2 separate regions of the Mus musculus genome follow, and region 2 is linked to region 1. Evidence: chromatin contacts called from public HiChIP or PLAC-seq data. All regions are on one chromosome and are shown on one strand. Each heading gives the region's core, a stretch centred on a gene start, on an enhancer-like site or on the middle of the called end of the contact. The rest is flanking DNA. Distances are from core to core; before and after follow the strand shown. Region 1 holds the start of Cebpzos (CCAAT/enhancer binding protein (C/EBP), zeta, opposite strand). Region 2 overlaps Heatr5b (HEAT repeat containing 5B).

Region 1 (7,743 bases), core at 3,463-5,962:
GCATGCAACCTTAGTTTTCATTGTTCCCAAGCCCTACCCTCTCACATTTAAGTATTTCTAGATGATCTTTTCAGTCATGTTTCAAGAGTCCAGTTATATATGAACCCTAACTATCTTACTACTTTAACTTTCTTGAAATGTCTACAGATTCAAAACTGTAGGTGAGTTTTTATAGACATTTTATTTTCAGTGGTATAAATAAAACTTTACTGATAAAACAATAAACATAATCAGCTTTTCAAGCCCAAAGAATAAGACATGAATTACAATTTATATTTTGTTTCACATATTACAAACTCCATCCAAGTCAGCTGTGGAATTTTAAGCCTGAGTGATACTTTTGGTTTCTTGTAAAGATAAACATTGATCGGGGACCAAATCTGAAAAATAAGTATATGCTTTGAGTAACCTACACATAATTTTTCTTTAGGACAAAAGAAAAAGAAGAAAAGTTTCAATGACTCCAGCCTGTTTGTCTCTGCTGAGGAGGTGAGGCTAATGTACTAACTTAAGAAAGTAGCTGTTTACATTCTTTTCAAGTTTCCTAATAGCCTTGCCCACCCTTCCTTTCTTTTTTCAGTTTGGCCATCTGCTGGATGAGAATATGGGCTCCAAGTTTGATACTATTGGCATGAACGCCATGGCTAACAGAGATAATGCAAGTAAGTAAGCTGGTGGTGTTTGTTTGTTTGTTTGTTTGTGTTGTTTTTACAGCAGGGTCGTAGCCCAGGCTGACCTTGGGCTCTAAATCCTCCTCCTCCCAAGCAGTAGGATTACAAGTGCACTACCAGGTCACCTGTGTCATTTAAATGGTACTTCCCTGAAGATGTCCTTAGTGGCAGGATGTTTGTCACATAGCAAGGCATTTAAACCACACACACAAACTGCAGACCCACACACGTTATTTCTTCAAGAGTCTGTCTGTTTTATTTAGACTTAGCTAAAGGTGTACTCTCACATGCTTGAAGACTTTGTAATTATTCCTGATGTTATAATCACTAGTTTCTATTCTTTCATAAAATAGAAAAGAAAAATCTTTCCAGTATAAATCCTATATTTTCACTTGTAAATTCCTCAACTATCCAGTAGAGGAGAGCAGCAAACAGTGGGTGGGAAGCCGCAGGCCTGCAGTTACGGTCAGGGAGCGTCTGTGGAGTCCCGGGTACAGACTCATCTGTCGTCTCCCCTCAAAGGTTTCAAACAGCTCAAGTGGGAAGCTGAGCGAGATGACTGGCTGCACAACAGAGATGTGAAAAGTATCATCAAGAAAAAGAAAAATTTCAGGAAGAAGATGAAAGCCCCTCAGAAACCCAAACGGCAGAGGAAGTGACATCTTCAGGGTGACAATAAATTAAGATTATACTTACCCTTAGTTTTTGCTAGTCAACCATTTTTCCTCATCTTTCTCTCTAACTCCATACATTCCAGACTGTTCAATGGATTTGTAATAAACTGTGGAAACAAAGTACTGTCATTTATAAAATTACACAAAATTTAAACTTATAGTGAAAGAATTCTTCCATATTGCTACATAGCAAACGAAAGGACAGCGGGGCTCCATGTCCACACGGGAGCTGTAACCACTCTCCAGACCTCTGTGATGGGCTGCTTGTCCGGGACCAGGTACCATGCTTAGGCTAAGTGCATGATGTCACTGTGGTCAACTCTAACTATCAGGGTCAGCGTTGGCTCTCCCCAAGAGAAAGCAGTATCTCTGAGAACATAGTACACCGGAGGAAAACAGTCTTTACAGCAGTAACTATGGTTTGTGCCCGTCCCAACCCTTAGGTCTCGCTCTGGAATCTATAATCTTAACCACTGAACGAATGAAAACTCCAGCTGGCACGTGGGGTATATAACTCAGTGACAGCACTTTTGTCCATTGTTTATAAAGCCTGCAGGTTGATCAGTAAACAGGGGAATAAGGATTAAAACAAGAGCTAGCTGTTCTCATCTAAGTAATAGGTGTGAGTCCTTACTGTGTGGTCCCAGGAAGCAACTAGTGTTTGAAACCAATAACAAAATAAGGTCACTTGCTCTAAAGTTGTAAAAACATCACAGAATCTATAGGTTGTTTCACACTTGAATTTTTACTTGAAGAAAAACATACCTTCCAAAATGAATGGAAATTTCTTGCTCATTGTTTGTCTGAAATCTGATATTAAAAAAAAATCACTGTATTAACATATTAAACAACAATTTAGTATATTAGTGTCTATTAGCATTTTGTACTAAGGTCCATCTACTAATCCAAGAAGTAAATCTTACAGGATAGTATACAAATTACATTCATCTTAAAATATAGCCTTTATCGTTTTGTTTGGTTTTTGTTTTTCAAGGCAGGGTTTCACAGTAGCCCTAGATGTCCTGGAAATCACTGTAGACCAGGTTGGCCTCGAACTCACATAGATCCACCTGCCTCTGCCTCCCGAGTTCTGGGAGAGGTGTGCACCATCACTGCCCACAGCGGTGTTAGCTTTTTCTACAAGTAAGTATGACGGGCAGGCTGAGCTGCCTCCACCCATTCCGTTCAGTTCTGAGCCAGAATAGGGACGTCTGTTCTACCCTTCCCAGGTAAAACCCAGACACTCCTAGTCTGCAGGTACAATAACAGCCTCGCTCCCCTCCTGCCCATAAAAACGTCCGATACCTTCAGTCTCAAGAAACATTTTTGCCCAGAAATGTCACCAACATTGAGTGCATCCCCTGCTAGAAAACAATTGCTGAGCTGAGTTTACCTTGGCTGGAGTGCATCTTTTTAAACAGACAGTAAGCTCCAGCGACACCCACAAGCTCAGCTGCTAGCACTCCTTTAAAGATCTTCCTCGCCAGCGGTTCCATGATCCGAGCCATCCTACATTAACAACATGGATGGATGAGCATGTTTAGATTTCTGTTGCCACATCTATAAAGAAAAACCTCCACCCCCAGTCTCAGTGCTTGTATGAACCTCAAGGGTAGTATGTGTTTCGTTTAGACATTCCTACATGCAGTTTCCGATCTCCATGCCTAAGGAGTGTGATAAACCACAGAAATTCTGAGAAGGTATAGAGCTCTTTACAAAGCAAAACTGGAGGAACTAAGGCTTTTTAGTGTCTGTTAGAGAGAAACTTTTTAGCTGACCTAGGAATTATAATACAGTCTAATAATAGGAACAGCATTGGAAGGCCCTTTTGGAGACTGCCCTGCAAGAGGAAGGTACTTTTGTTAAGTTGCACCACAGTTCATGCCTTTCCTAGACGGATATGAAACCAGACGGTAGCAAACCAGTCTTGGCTCTAAGGCAGTCTCAGTGTTGGAACACTTCAATGCACCATCCCCAAAGCAGCGTGCGTTCCTAAGCCTTCAGACCACTTCCCAGTCCCCAGATCCTGATTCAGCAAGACTAGGGTGGCAGGCACCCCAGTAATCCCCCCCCCCCCCGTGAAGTCACTCCAGGTTTTATACAAAGCCCTGGCCCATGGGGGAGAAGTTGACTGGTGGTGACCCAGTCCATGGCAAAGCTTCGAGTAACTGAAGTCTTCCCCCCTGTACGCAGAGACAAACCGAGAACGGGAGCATGCAAGCTATTAGCATGAGTAGTAGGCTCAGTTTCCAACAGTCAAAAGAAGGTGTCTTTGAAGAACCGTTATCCAGTAAATAAGGTTTTGTCTTGCTAAATATGCAAAAGGTAGCTCAGGCTTTATAACTAACTCCCTATAACCCCAAACTACTAAGCTTTTGATCTAATATTCTGATATTTTCCCACTGCTCAATGCTGAGACAGGCTGTTCTTTAATGTTCAGGATCAGCCAGTCCTTTCCCCTGCTTTTACGTCCCTTTCATGGTATCTAAGCATGAAAATAATTAAACACTATCAGGATTCGCCTTGGACTCTGTTACCATGTGTCCCTCCTCCAACGTTCGTTTTTCACTTTAGTAATGGGAATTACTCAGGGACCAGAAAAAAAAAAAACTGTATTATTCTCATTTTTAAAACGAAGCAAATAAAAAACTGGGGAGGAGGCAGAAGGGACAGCTGTGTTCCTCGATTTCCCAGTACTCTGCTAAATCACTGACGGTCCCGCTCAGTTCTAAGTTCTCAAGGGCGGTTTTAAGGTTTCAGGGCGAGGACAGGGCACACCTGCCTGCATCCTGTTCCACAACTTACGGGATCTGAGCGAAATCTTTTTTGATTGGAAGAGAGTGATGCTAAGATATCAAACAGTCCAAATAATGATATTAATAAAACACTTAATTTCTTAAAAACTGATGGACGTGCCACATTCCAAAGCCCTGCGCTTCGGGACTTGTCTACTTAATAATAAAGCACGTTTGTCACCAGAGACACACTGTCCAGACAAGATGGCTCAGGGAGACCAAAGACCACGGAGCCTTGTTGCACAGGAGCGCCTGGGGCTGCAGCGCAGGAGAAGCAACCCTGCGTGTGCTCCAGTGTAGGCCCGAGGGAGGAAAGGCGGCGCTGCGACCGGGGGCTGCTGCCCTGCAAGGATCCAACAGCGAGCACCCAGCCTTACCCGGGGTCCTGGTCCCAGCATGCGTCGCGGCTCGGCGACCCGGAAACGCTCGCGCTCCTGCGCCTGCGGGGCGGGCTCGCTCGAGTGTTCCCCACACCCAAGAATGTCACAGACCCCACGCGCCACACATTGGGGAACAGAGGACAAGAAACACTGCCCGGTCCTTACCTGAGGCCTCCGCAACCCGACTGCGCAAGCGCACGGTCTTAGCGCCACGCCCCCAGCTTTAGCCACGCCCCACAGAGGAACCTGACCTAACTAGCTGTGGGAAGCTGGTATCGTTTAGGCAAGGTTATCCTGCCCGCGGTCACACCCAAGTAAAAGAATTCACATTTGAACCCAGGACACCATCTCCAAACTCTGCACATGGATCGTCTCTCCCACTCTAAACCCAAAATGTATCAGAACGGGAACAACCCATCGCCAGAGAGTGGCCAGAAAAGTGGGACCCTAAATTGGGATTTGCCCTTTAGCCAGGTTCCTAGACAATTCCTTTACACATTAAAGGTGAGAAGCGCTGTGCCTAGGTGCTGCCCAATAGTCAAGAAGAGGGCTGACCTAAGGGAAGGAAAGATAGGAGATGGGGCATAGGAATGCCTAAAGAGGGACCACGTGCATGACAAAGCCTGGAATGTCAGACTATATCCACTTTTATTAAAATGCAGTCTGTCCTCAGAGATCCACAGCCAGGGCTGCACGGAGAAACCCTGTCTCAAACAAGCAAACACAGGAAGCTATGAATGCTGCCCAACAAAACGTTCAAGGTAAACATAATGGAAATTGGGGGAGGGGGAGTGGCTTGGCTTGGCTTAGCTTAGCTTGGCTTGGCTTGACTTGGCTCACTGGTACAGCTAACTGTGCAACACTTATGGATCTTGCATCTTCGATTCCCTGTTCCTGTTGGTTCCGACTGTTGATTCGAACATCTGGACATGTCACTGCTGTTGCTAACCTGACTCTACAGAACTGTATCCATGAGGTGTTTGCCAGTGGATCCAACTACCGCTGCCTGCTAACCTGTGAACTGAACTGATTTCCAGACAACACAGAAGGGAGTTGCTCCAAAGAACCTTTCTAAACAGTTCCACTTCCCCCCCCCCCCCCGTATCCTTTCTTTCCCACTACCTCTGGTGAGTGGTGGGTTACAAGGAAGGTTAAAGTGTTTAAAAACCATCATTAAAAATGGAATTTGAGGGCTGGAGAGATGGCTCAGTGGTTAAGAGCACCGACTGCTCTTCTGAAGGTCCTGAGTTCAAATCCCAGCAACCACATGGTGGCTCAAAACCATAATGAGATCTGACGCCCTCTTCTGGTGCATCTGAAGACAGCTACAGTGTACTTACATATAATAATAAATATTTTTTTTTAAATGGGATTTGGAAAAATTAAAGTTACACCAGGGAGTACAAGTGTCAAAAAGATTATAAGGATTCAACAAGGTGCAAGGTGTGGCCTTGTTGAAGGAAGTGTGTCACTGGGGGTGTGATTTGAGGTTTCAAAAGTCCACACCAGACCCAGTCTTTCTCTTTGCCTATGGATCAGACTGTAGAGCTCTCAGCGACTTCTCCAGCTCCACCAAGTAGACAGTAAATTACCTCTGAAACTGTAGGTCAGCTCTCAATTAAGTCCTTTTTCTTTATGAATTGCCTTGGTTGTGGTGTCTCTTAAGAGCAATAACGCAATGACAAAGACATGGCTCAACTAGCCATTTTTATTAGTGGTCTTTTTGACAAATGCAATGTCATCCAAAAATGATGTATTTAGTGTCCTTAGAAGACACAACTAAATCAAGGAACTTATATGGCGCAATAAAATATATGTTAAGCCCATTTTCTTTGTCCACCATCAATATATCTCCTTTGGTTGATACCCCATTAATGGCAGGTAAAAGAGAGAAACACATTTGTAAAACCAATAGAAGAGGATGCAAAAGCCACCCTGTGCTTACATGTAATGGAGTATCATTATACAGCACATCAAGAACATGTATGCACAAAAGCATGACAAATGTATGTTATGAAAATCCTCAAAACCGTGGGTTTCATGGAATGAAGGAATAAATAAGCACCAGTCCCAGGAGTTCTTTTAAAACATTGACACTGACTAAAACTAAATCATTTACTTTTCATAAATAAGATGACAAAGTTAAAACCAAATGATAAACAGATTTTATTACTTGAGACATGTGATCAAGTTGCTTATGGTCTCAAAACTGAATTTACTGCGGAACTTGATGAGGCAAGCTACCATACAGATTTAGCATTCTTACCAGGGATCCCCCTAAGTGAACCATGTGGAGCCAGGATCGCTGCAAAAAGCAAGAGGAATTTATTGTTCCAGTGCACTGGGGTCATCCCAGACCCGAAGGACAGGCAGCAACCACCATCACCAGTTAGGCTGTTTTTATAAGGTTTCCAGGGGCAGAACAGAGCATTAGCAACTCGGCACAATATGATTGGCAGAACAGTGCACCCTTTAAACTGATTAGTCTTTAGGGAATGAGGTGACAAGGACTTCACCTTGTTTGAAAGTGAGCAACAGTCAGTCCTGCGGAATGTGTCCCCACCCACCCACAGGTCCGTTGCTACCCTGTGGTCTAAGAAATGCTAATTAGCTTCTCCCTTGTCTGGGGGGTGGGGGGGCTTGGGGGGGGTGGAGGGGTGTCATAACCTTCCCAAAGTTCCTGAGCTGACCTTTTCACTACAAGAATTTGAGTGGCTAGAGAGATGGCTAGGCAGTATAGAGTACTTGTTTTTCTTGCAGAGGACTTGAGTTCAATTCCCAGCGCCCAAGCAACCCTAGTTCAACAACTCTAGCTCCAGGTGATCCAATGTTCTCTTCTGACCTCCAAAAGCAGCAGGCACACATGTGGTACATGCTCATGCATGCAGCCAAAACATTCAAACACATAGCATAAATTTAAAAATTAATGAATTTAAAGCAGATTTCAAAATTCCCAGAAAAAAAAAATATCTTGGTAAACTTCCAACTCTGTTTTCAGTCAAGTAGATAGGTTGCCTGTCAGTTATAAACAGACTGTATAAAGCTGCAGTCAGCTGTGAACCCCAAGATTTTGTCCTTTACTGGGAGGGGAAAAAAACCCAAACTTTTTCTAGTTGTGGTGTGGCTCAGCACTTAGCACACACCTTTCTTTAATCCCTCTGGCTGGAATACAGACATGCCCTTAGTACACACCCTTAACCCCAAACAATGAAGGAAAACTTAG
Region 2 (7,743 bases), core at 1,535-4,034, 120 kb after region 1:
TTAGAATGGTCTATGGCACATTTCAAACTTTCATATTTCACATATGGAAATACGTGAAATTATTAGGTAGTTTTGAATATTTTCTTAACCTTTTGTAAGCATTTTGTGCTTTGGATCAAATATTATAGAAAATCCACAAAGTGAGCATTAGGCCCAGTAATAAATATTTTCATTTTATAGTTAAAGATACCCAGAGAAATTGAGGGAACTGATCCAGTAAGAGACTTTGTACCTGTATGTAATTATTTCTCTATTACCCTGCTGGTTTTTTGGTTTGTCTAAGTTGACAGCATAGATGTATATATGTTAAAATGCCTTGCATGTTATAGCAGTGCACAGTGTATGAAATGTGAATCAGAACATAGAACACATATAGACTCTATATTCACTGTGTTAGGGGAAACACAGTGAATATAGAGTCAGTATTCATGTCATTGTTTAGTCCATATTAACTGAGTCCTATTTACTGAATATTGAGAATGTAAAGAATCAAAATCATAGTCATACTTAAAAAACCCTAGTAGTGCAGATGATAGAGAGGTGACGTATGAACCCAGCGTGTATGATGATCCCGACAGAGGTGCTGGGGAGATTCTTAAGAACGTGGTTTGTGGGCTAGAGCCATGGCTTGGTGGTTAAAAGCCCTTGCTGCTCTTGTGGAGGACCAGGTTCAATGCTCAGACTATCAAATGACTCACAAATGCTTGTAACTCTAGTGCCAGAGAATGTGATGTCCTCTTCTAGCTGCCATGGGCCTCCATGGGTGTGCACTAGCTATTCCATCTAAGAGGGGAGTGCTGCTCATATGCAGAATCTGTTCACAGTATGGTTCTGTGATTCCCCCATGCACTCTGCATGTACTGTTTGCTTCATGGTGCTTCACAGCTATGGCTGGATGGTAAGATGGTCTCAGCTTAGGTTCCAGTATGAAACATGAGCCAACTCTGACTGAAAAATTGCAAACCTGGCCCTTTCCAGGTTGCCCTTTGGATACATCCTCATCTCCTAGTCTTCCTGTGTACTGCGCTTTAGCTATAGGAACGGTCGCTCCTAGACTGCAGTAAACCTCCCAGCCCTCCTAGTTACCCTTTACATTTCCACCCTTTACATATTCACCTGAGATTTTAGAAAAAAGGTAGAGAGGTTTATGGGTGGAGACTGGTAGGGAAAGCAGCTCTCATTTCAGGTCCAGTTGCTTGATTGGGAGTTTGATAGATTCCTAGATTTTGTGAATTAGATGACAGAGAGGACAAGAATTATTGTCTTTTATTCTTCCATTTATTTATTATTTATGAATTATTTCTTGTTATTTACATTTTGTTTATTTGCATTTATATAGCCTGAGTAGATCCATTTTAATTCAGATCCTCCTGTCTGGGACTTTTCCCCCCAAACTCTGTCAGTGGCTTCTTATACCTCACAAGGCTGGTTGCTTGTCTAACCTCCTCTAGAGGAGGGAGCTTTGGAGTCTTCCAGCCAAATTCTCTTCCTTCTCTCTTTACCTTCAGTGTCTACCACCAACATACACTCTTTAAACTTTAAATGTTAAATTTGGTTTTTAAAGATAGGAACTTGAGGAAACCTGTCTTGTTAACTTTTGGGGGTGGGGTGAGTCACTGAGTTGCCAGGACTTCAGTCCTCTGGACGAGAGCACTGGAGTGTGAGCATTTCTTCTGGTGTGTGTTCCCGGTATTTTAAGTTCACTGATCTTTGTACCTAGCTTATCCTAATGTCACCCAGCATCTTTCTTGTCATATGGTGTGCCTTATGGCCTCACACTCTCTCCAGCTCCATCACAGTCACGCTCCCCTTTACTGTGTGGCATTGCACAGTGCCTGTAACTTCTTGCCTGCCAATTCTGTTCTCTCTTTCTTTCATATTTGAACCAGTTTCTGGTCGTTGATCCTTCCTTTCTGCTGGGAGCCTGGGAGCTGGGTTCTCTACATCTTTATGACCTTGGCACTTTGTCATCAGATGCTGGGCATTATACCTGCTGTGCTAGCACTGGATTTTGCTCTTCCATTAAATTGTGGTGAACTCTGTCCTGAGATGCAGTAAAATTAGTGCAAATTGCGCCATTTGAATTCTTTTGAGATTTGCTTTTAAGCAAAGTCCAGGGTTACCCTTGACCTGGTGCTAAAAGTACAAGACTCCCTCCCCATTCTGTTCTCATAAAAAGTCTTTTAAAAAATAATTTTGTAACTACATTTCCTGACTACACACTGTTTTTCTACAATAGGGACTGTCAGACCTGTGATCGTAATGCAACCCACAAGCGTGTTTTGTAAATAGTTTACTGGGATTCATCACACTCATTTCTATAGCATTGTCTGTTGTGTTCTCTAAGTCCTTTCTGCCTGCTTCCATAGTGTAGCAGCAGAGCTGAATAACTGCCTGAGAGAGAATGTGGCCTGCAAAGCCAAAAATAGTATCTGACCCTTTACAGGAAAGTTCTGCTAGGGCCTGTTCTGAGAGAACTACAAGCCCATTTGGGAAAGCCATGGTAATCATGTATTTTGCTGTAGCTGTCAGTGTCTATCCTGTAGTTGTCTGTGTTTGAGTGGTCTACTGCTGCACTGAGACACTTGAGTTTTATTTTTTAGATATTGTGGATCATAAGTGCTTTATCGAATTGTTTCCTATTTTTATGCATTGTCCTAGTCTGGGTGAACTTTCCCTTGTACAGTCTGTTTTCCTTTGCAGATGACCTCCTAGTATTGCATCTCTCTGACCTGATTCGAATGGCATTCATGGCTGCAACTGATCATAGCAACCAACTGCGAATGGCTGGGCTCCAGGCACTTGAAGACATTATCAAGAAATTTGCATCTGTGCCTGAGCCAGAATTTCCAGGTCATGTGATCCTGGAGCAGTATCAAGCTAATGTAAGTTTTGTGGCTTATATAGACTAAATGAAGTTTGTGAGGGTCACTAAAGGAGGGAATATGGTCTCTTCATGTGGCGCTCAAAGCTTCATGATCGTTTCAAAGCTTCAGCCAGCCCACAACTGGAGAAGGGTCAAACTGCTGGAACTATTTTTAGGCTGTGAGAGCCTATCAGTGATAAAACTAGAATAGAAATTCCAGCCTTGCCTTCCAGTCTTGTGCTTAGATGTTCAGCCACGTCATACCCTGCCATTTAAATGATAAAGGGACATTCACAGAAATGCTGCAGATTTGCTGCCATTGTCTATGTGTACCCTGAAGCTGGATGAACGGTTTTAGAAACAAGCCAGGTTCTGTTGTAAACCGAGCGAGGAGATGGCTCCTGGTAACAGCTCCCACAGGCATCACTGAAAGGAACAGACTTACACATCCTAAACTTGTTTTTCCTGAGATTTGTACTCTAAGATTTCAGTCACACAATAAACCAATCCTAGTAATGGGGAAAAGGCTCTGTGAAAGTTAGGGAAACGTTACAGGCAAGCAAAATGAAGTCGTCTTTCTTTCTCTCTTTCTTTCTTTCTTTCTTTCTTTCTTTCTTTCTTTCTTTCTTTCTTTCTTTCTTTCTTTCTTTCTTTCTTTCTTCCTTTCTTCCTTTCTTCCTTTCTTCCTTTCTTCCTTTCTTCCTTTCTTCCTTTCTTCCTTTCTTCCTTTCTTCCTTTCTTCCTTTCTTCCTTTCTTCCTTTCTTTCTTTTTAACTGAATTATGCCGAAACTTGGTTTCAGACACACATGTCTTGTCTAAAAGCTGCATTCAAGCCAGGTGGTGGTGGTACATACCCTCAATCCAGCACTCCAGAGGCAGAGACAGGAGGATCTCTGTGAGTGAGGCCAACATGTTCTACATAGTGAGTTCCAGGAAAGCTGGGTCCACATAGAGAGACCCTGTCTTAAAAGAAAGCAAGAGAGAGAGTGAGAGAGCAAGAGAGAGGAAGGAGGGAAGGAAAGAAGGAAGGAAGGGGGGAAGAAAAGGAAAGGAAAGGAAAGGAAAGGAAAGGAAAGGAAAGGAAAGGAAAGGAAAGGAAAGGAAAGGAAAGGAAAGGAAGGAAGCAAGCTAGCTGTGTTCATATATTCCCCAAAACTGTACCTATGAGTAATGTGTAATCCTATTACATACATGTGGGAAGTTTTATCTTTAGTCCAAGTGGCTGTATACAGCTGCTTACTCCCATACAGAAAGAAGGTCTCTTATTTAACTCAGGGTTTTAGTGAAGGCCTATAGTCTCAGGAGGTACAAGTAAGAGCAGGTCACATTCCAGACCATCCTTGGCTACGTGACCATGCCTCAAAACAAACAAACAAAACCAAAACCAGCAACAATACTCCTATCCATTAAAAAAAAAGTATTTATGTTTATATGAGTGTTCTGACTTCCTGCATGTCTGCATGACAGAAGAGGGCATCAGATCCCCTTATAGATGGTTCTAAGCCACCATGTGGTTGCTGGGAATTGAACTCAGGACCTCTGGAAGGGCAACCAGTGCTCTTAACCACTGAGCCCTCTCAAATCTTGTTTTATAATTTATTTTTTATACTCCATATTCCATTCCCCCCCCCCGCCCACCCCAATTCACTGTCCAACTGCTCCACATCTTACACCTCCTCCTCACCCCCCACCCCCACCCCACCTGACCTCTAAACTACCTGGGGCCTCCCGTCTCTTGAGGGTTAGGCGCATCATGTCTGAATGAACACAGACTCAGAAGTCCTCTGCTGTATGTGTGTTGGGGGCCTCATATCAGCTGGTGTATGCTGCCCGTTTGGTGGTCCAGTGTTTGAGAGATCTCCAGGGTCCAGATTAATTGAGACTGCTGGTCTTTCTACAGGATCGCTCTTCTCCTCAGCTTTTTTCAGCCTTCCCTAATTCAACAACAGGGGTCAGCAGCTTCTGTCCATTGGTTGGGTACAAATATCTGCATCTGACTCTTTCAGCTGCTTGTTGGGTCTTTCAGAGGGCAGTCATGATAGTTCCCTTTTTGTGAGCCCTCCATAGCCTCAGTAATAGAGTCAGGCCTTGGGACCTCCCCTTGAGCTGGATCCCACTTTGGACCTGTCGCTGGACCATCCTTTTATTTAGAAATAATTTCAAATATTTAGGAAAAAAATCTAAAATCTGAAACCATTTGTATCCTTTCCCCATATTTGTCTATTGCTTATTTTGATTTATTTGTTTGGAAGATGACTCTTTCTCTTCCTCTCTCCTTCCTGCTGTGCCCTTTTATTATATAGTGATAATAGAAAGGCTTATTGACAGAATATTCTCCCCTTTTCTTGTGTGTATGGTGAGAGTGAGTCCACGTGTCTGAGAGGGGGAGCTTGTCTACACACATGAATGTTTGCATGGGCTCAGAAGACAGTCTGCAAGAGTCAGTGCTCTCTTCCCCGGTGGTTCCCAGGGACCGAACTCAGATTGTCTGGCTTGCTTGGCAGCTGCTTTTACCCATCCCTAAAAGCCAGTGCTTTTGAGGTGAGATGGTTTTGAGGAGTTTTAGTGCCTCTTAATTTTTATTATTCCTCAGTTATTGATTCACTTACATGGGGTTTATATAAGAAACACAGAAATGCTATTAGAAATATGTTTAGAAACTACATAGTGGGTGGGGAGGAGACAAAAAACATAACAGGCTACGCTTATCTTTGATTACATATGACTGTCAGAAAATCCCACTTACTTTTAAACAGAAACAAAAGTAAAGGAAACAAGATAGTCCTTTGGGCATACTTCCCATATAGATTTGATACTGAAAACTTCTTCAAAAGCAAAGAAAAATGTTATTTTTCATCGTACTATAAATGAAAGGGGTAAGGAGGAGGTGATAAAGAAAAAAGAACATAGATGTGTATTTGGTGTTTTTATTATATGTAAGTACACTGTAGCTGTCCTCAGACTCTCCAGAAGAGGGCGCCAGATCTCATTACGGATGGTTGTGAGTCACCATGTGCTTGCTGGGATTTGAACTCAGGACCTTCAGAGGAGCAGTCAGTACTCTTAACCTCTGAGCCATCTCTCCAGCCTATGTGAATTTGGTGTTTTAACCTCCAATGACTCAAAAGGCTTTCTGTTTACTACTTGTCTCTAAAATAAAAATGTGCTCATTTTTCTAGGTGGGAGCTGCCCTAAGACCAGCCTTTTCACAAGATACGCCATCAGACATAATAGCGAAAGCTTGCCAGGTAAGAAGAAAGCAAGAAAGCAGGCTTTCTTTTTTTTTTTTTTTTCCATTTCTTTCATGAGATAATGCCTTAGGCATACCTTTTTTTTTTTATTTTTTTTCCATTTTTTATTAGGTATTTAGCTCATTTACATTTCCAATGCTATACCAAAAGTCCCCCATACCCACCCACCCCATTCCCCTACCCACCCACTCCCTCTCTTTGGCCCTGGCGTTCCCCTGTACTGGGGCATATAAAGTTTGCGTGTCCAATGGGCCTCTCTTTCCAGTGATGGCCGACTGGGCCATCTTTTGATACATATGCAGCTAGAGTCAAGAGCTCCGGGGTACTGGTTAGTTCATAATGTTGTTCCATCTATGGGGTTGCAGATCCCTTTAGCTCCTTGGCTACTTTCTCTAGCTCCTCCATTGGGAGCCCTGTGATCCATCCATTAGCTGACTGTGAGCATCCACTTCTGTGTTTGCTAGGCCCCGGCATAGTCTCACAAGAGATAGCTACATCTGGGTCCTTTCAATAAAATCCTGCTAGTGTATGCAATGGTGTCAGCGTTTGGATGCTGATTATGGGGTGGATCCCTGGATATGGCAGTCTCTACATGGTCCATCCTTTCATCTCAGCTCCAAACTTTGTCTCTGTAACTCCTTCCATAGGTGTTTTGTTCCAAATTCTAAGGAGGGGCATAGTGTCCACACTTCAGTCTTCATTCTTCTTGAGTTTCATGTGTTTAGCAAATTGTATCTTATATCTTGGGTATCCTAGGTTTGGGGCTAATATCCACTTATCAGTGAGTACATATTGTGTGAGTTCCTTTGTGAATGTGTTACGTCACTCAGGATGATGCCCTCCAGGTCCATCCATTTGCCTAGGAATTTCATAAATTCATTCTTTTTAATAGCTGAGTAGTACTCCATTGTGTAGATGTACCACATTTTCTGTATCCATTCCTCTGTTGAGGGGCATCTGGGTTCTTTCCAGCTTCTGGCTATTATAAATAAGGCTGCTATGAACATAGTGGAGCATGTGTCCTTCTTACCAGTTGGGGCATCTTCTGGATATATGCCCAGGAGAGGTATTGCTGGATCCTCCGGTAGTACTATGTCCAATTTTCTGAGGAACCGCCAGACTGATTTCCAGAGTGGTTGTACAAGCCTGCAATCCCACCAACAATGGAGGAGCGTTCCTCTTTCTCCACATCCACGCCAGCATCTGCTGTCTCCTGAATTTTTGATCTTAGCCATTCTGACTGGTGTGAGGTGGAATCTCAGGGTTGTTTTGATTTGCATTTCCCTGATGATTAAGGATGTTGAACATTTTTTCAGGTGCTTCTCTGCCATTCAGTATTCCTCAGGTGAGAATTCTTTGTTCAGTTCTGAGCCCCATTTTTTAATGGGGTTATTTGATTTTATGGAGTCCACCTTCTTGAGTTCTTTATATATGTTGGATATTAGTCCCCTATCTGATTTAGGATAGGTAAAGATCCTTTCCCAATCTGTTGGTGGTCTTTTTGTCTTATTGACGGTGTCTTTTGCCTTGCAGAAGCTTTGGAGTTTCATGAGGTCCCATTTGTCAATTCTCGATCTTACAGCACAAGCCATTGCTGTTCTGTTCAGGAATTTTTCCCCTGTGCC

What was found. HiChIP or PLAC-seq counts read pairs in DNA pulled down with a chosen protein or histone mark.
Region 2: an H3K27ac HiChIP or PLAC-seq map of heart atrium shows a contact between it and region 1, with 5 read pairs. The contact joins the enhancer-like site here to the promoter of Cebpzos in region 1. A contact is called at or near these places in 4 of 484 Hi-C or Micro-C datasets (cortical neurons, embryonic stem cells, frontal cortex and 1 more), 3 of 115 datasets of contacts at active chromatin or transcription factors (embryonic stem cells, heart atrium and pancreatic cancer cells) and 3 of 9 other capture datasets (adipose tissue, liver and pancreatic islet).

What each region holds. Positions count from the first base shown.
Region 1 is chr17:78,913,468-78,921,210 of GRCm38.p6, reverse strand. It overlaps Cebpzos (CCAAT/enhancer binding protein (C/EBP), zeta, opposite strand), which reads right to left and starts at 4,712. Exons shown (of 5, transcript NM_001177403.1): 1 at 4,518-4,712; 2 at 2,739-2,854; 3 at 2,111-2,155; 4 at 1,368-1,452; 5 at 163-1,234. The coding sequence starts at 2,853. The coding sequence ends at 1,370. It overlaps Cebpz (CCAAT/enhancer binding protein zeta), which reads left to right. Exons shown (of 16, transcript NM_001024806.2): 14 at 431-489; 15 at 581-662; 16 at 1,194-2,208. The coding sequence ends at 1,330.
Region 2 is chr17:78,786,577-78,794,319 of GRCm38.p6, reverse strand. It overlaps Heatr5b (HEAT repeat containing 5B), which reads left to right. Exons shown (of 36, transcript NM_001081179.1): 25 at 2,704-2,885; 26 at 6,047-6,115. Among named protein-coding and RNA genes, the nearest start is that of Heatr5b, 45 kb to the left of the region's middle. Within about 2 kb of position 2,784, at least 34 of the 459 cell types and tissues checked have an H3K27ac peak or open chromatin away from gene starts, as enhancers often do. A contact at or near this core is called in adipose tissue and heart atrium, where this site is marked.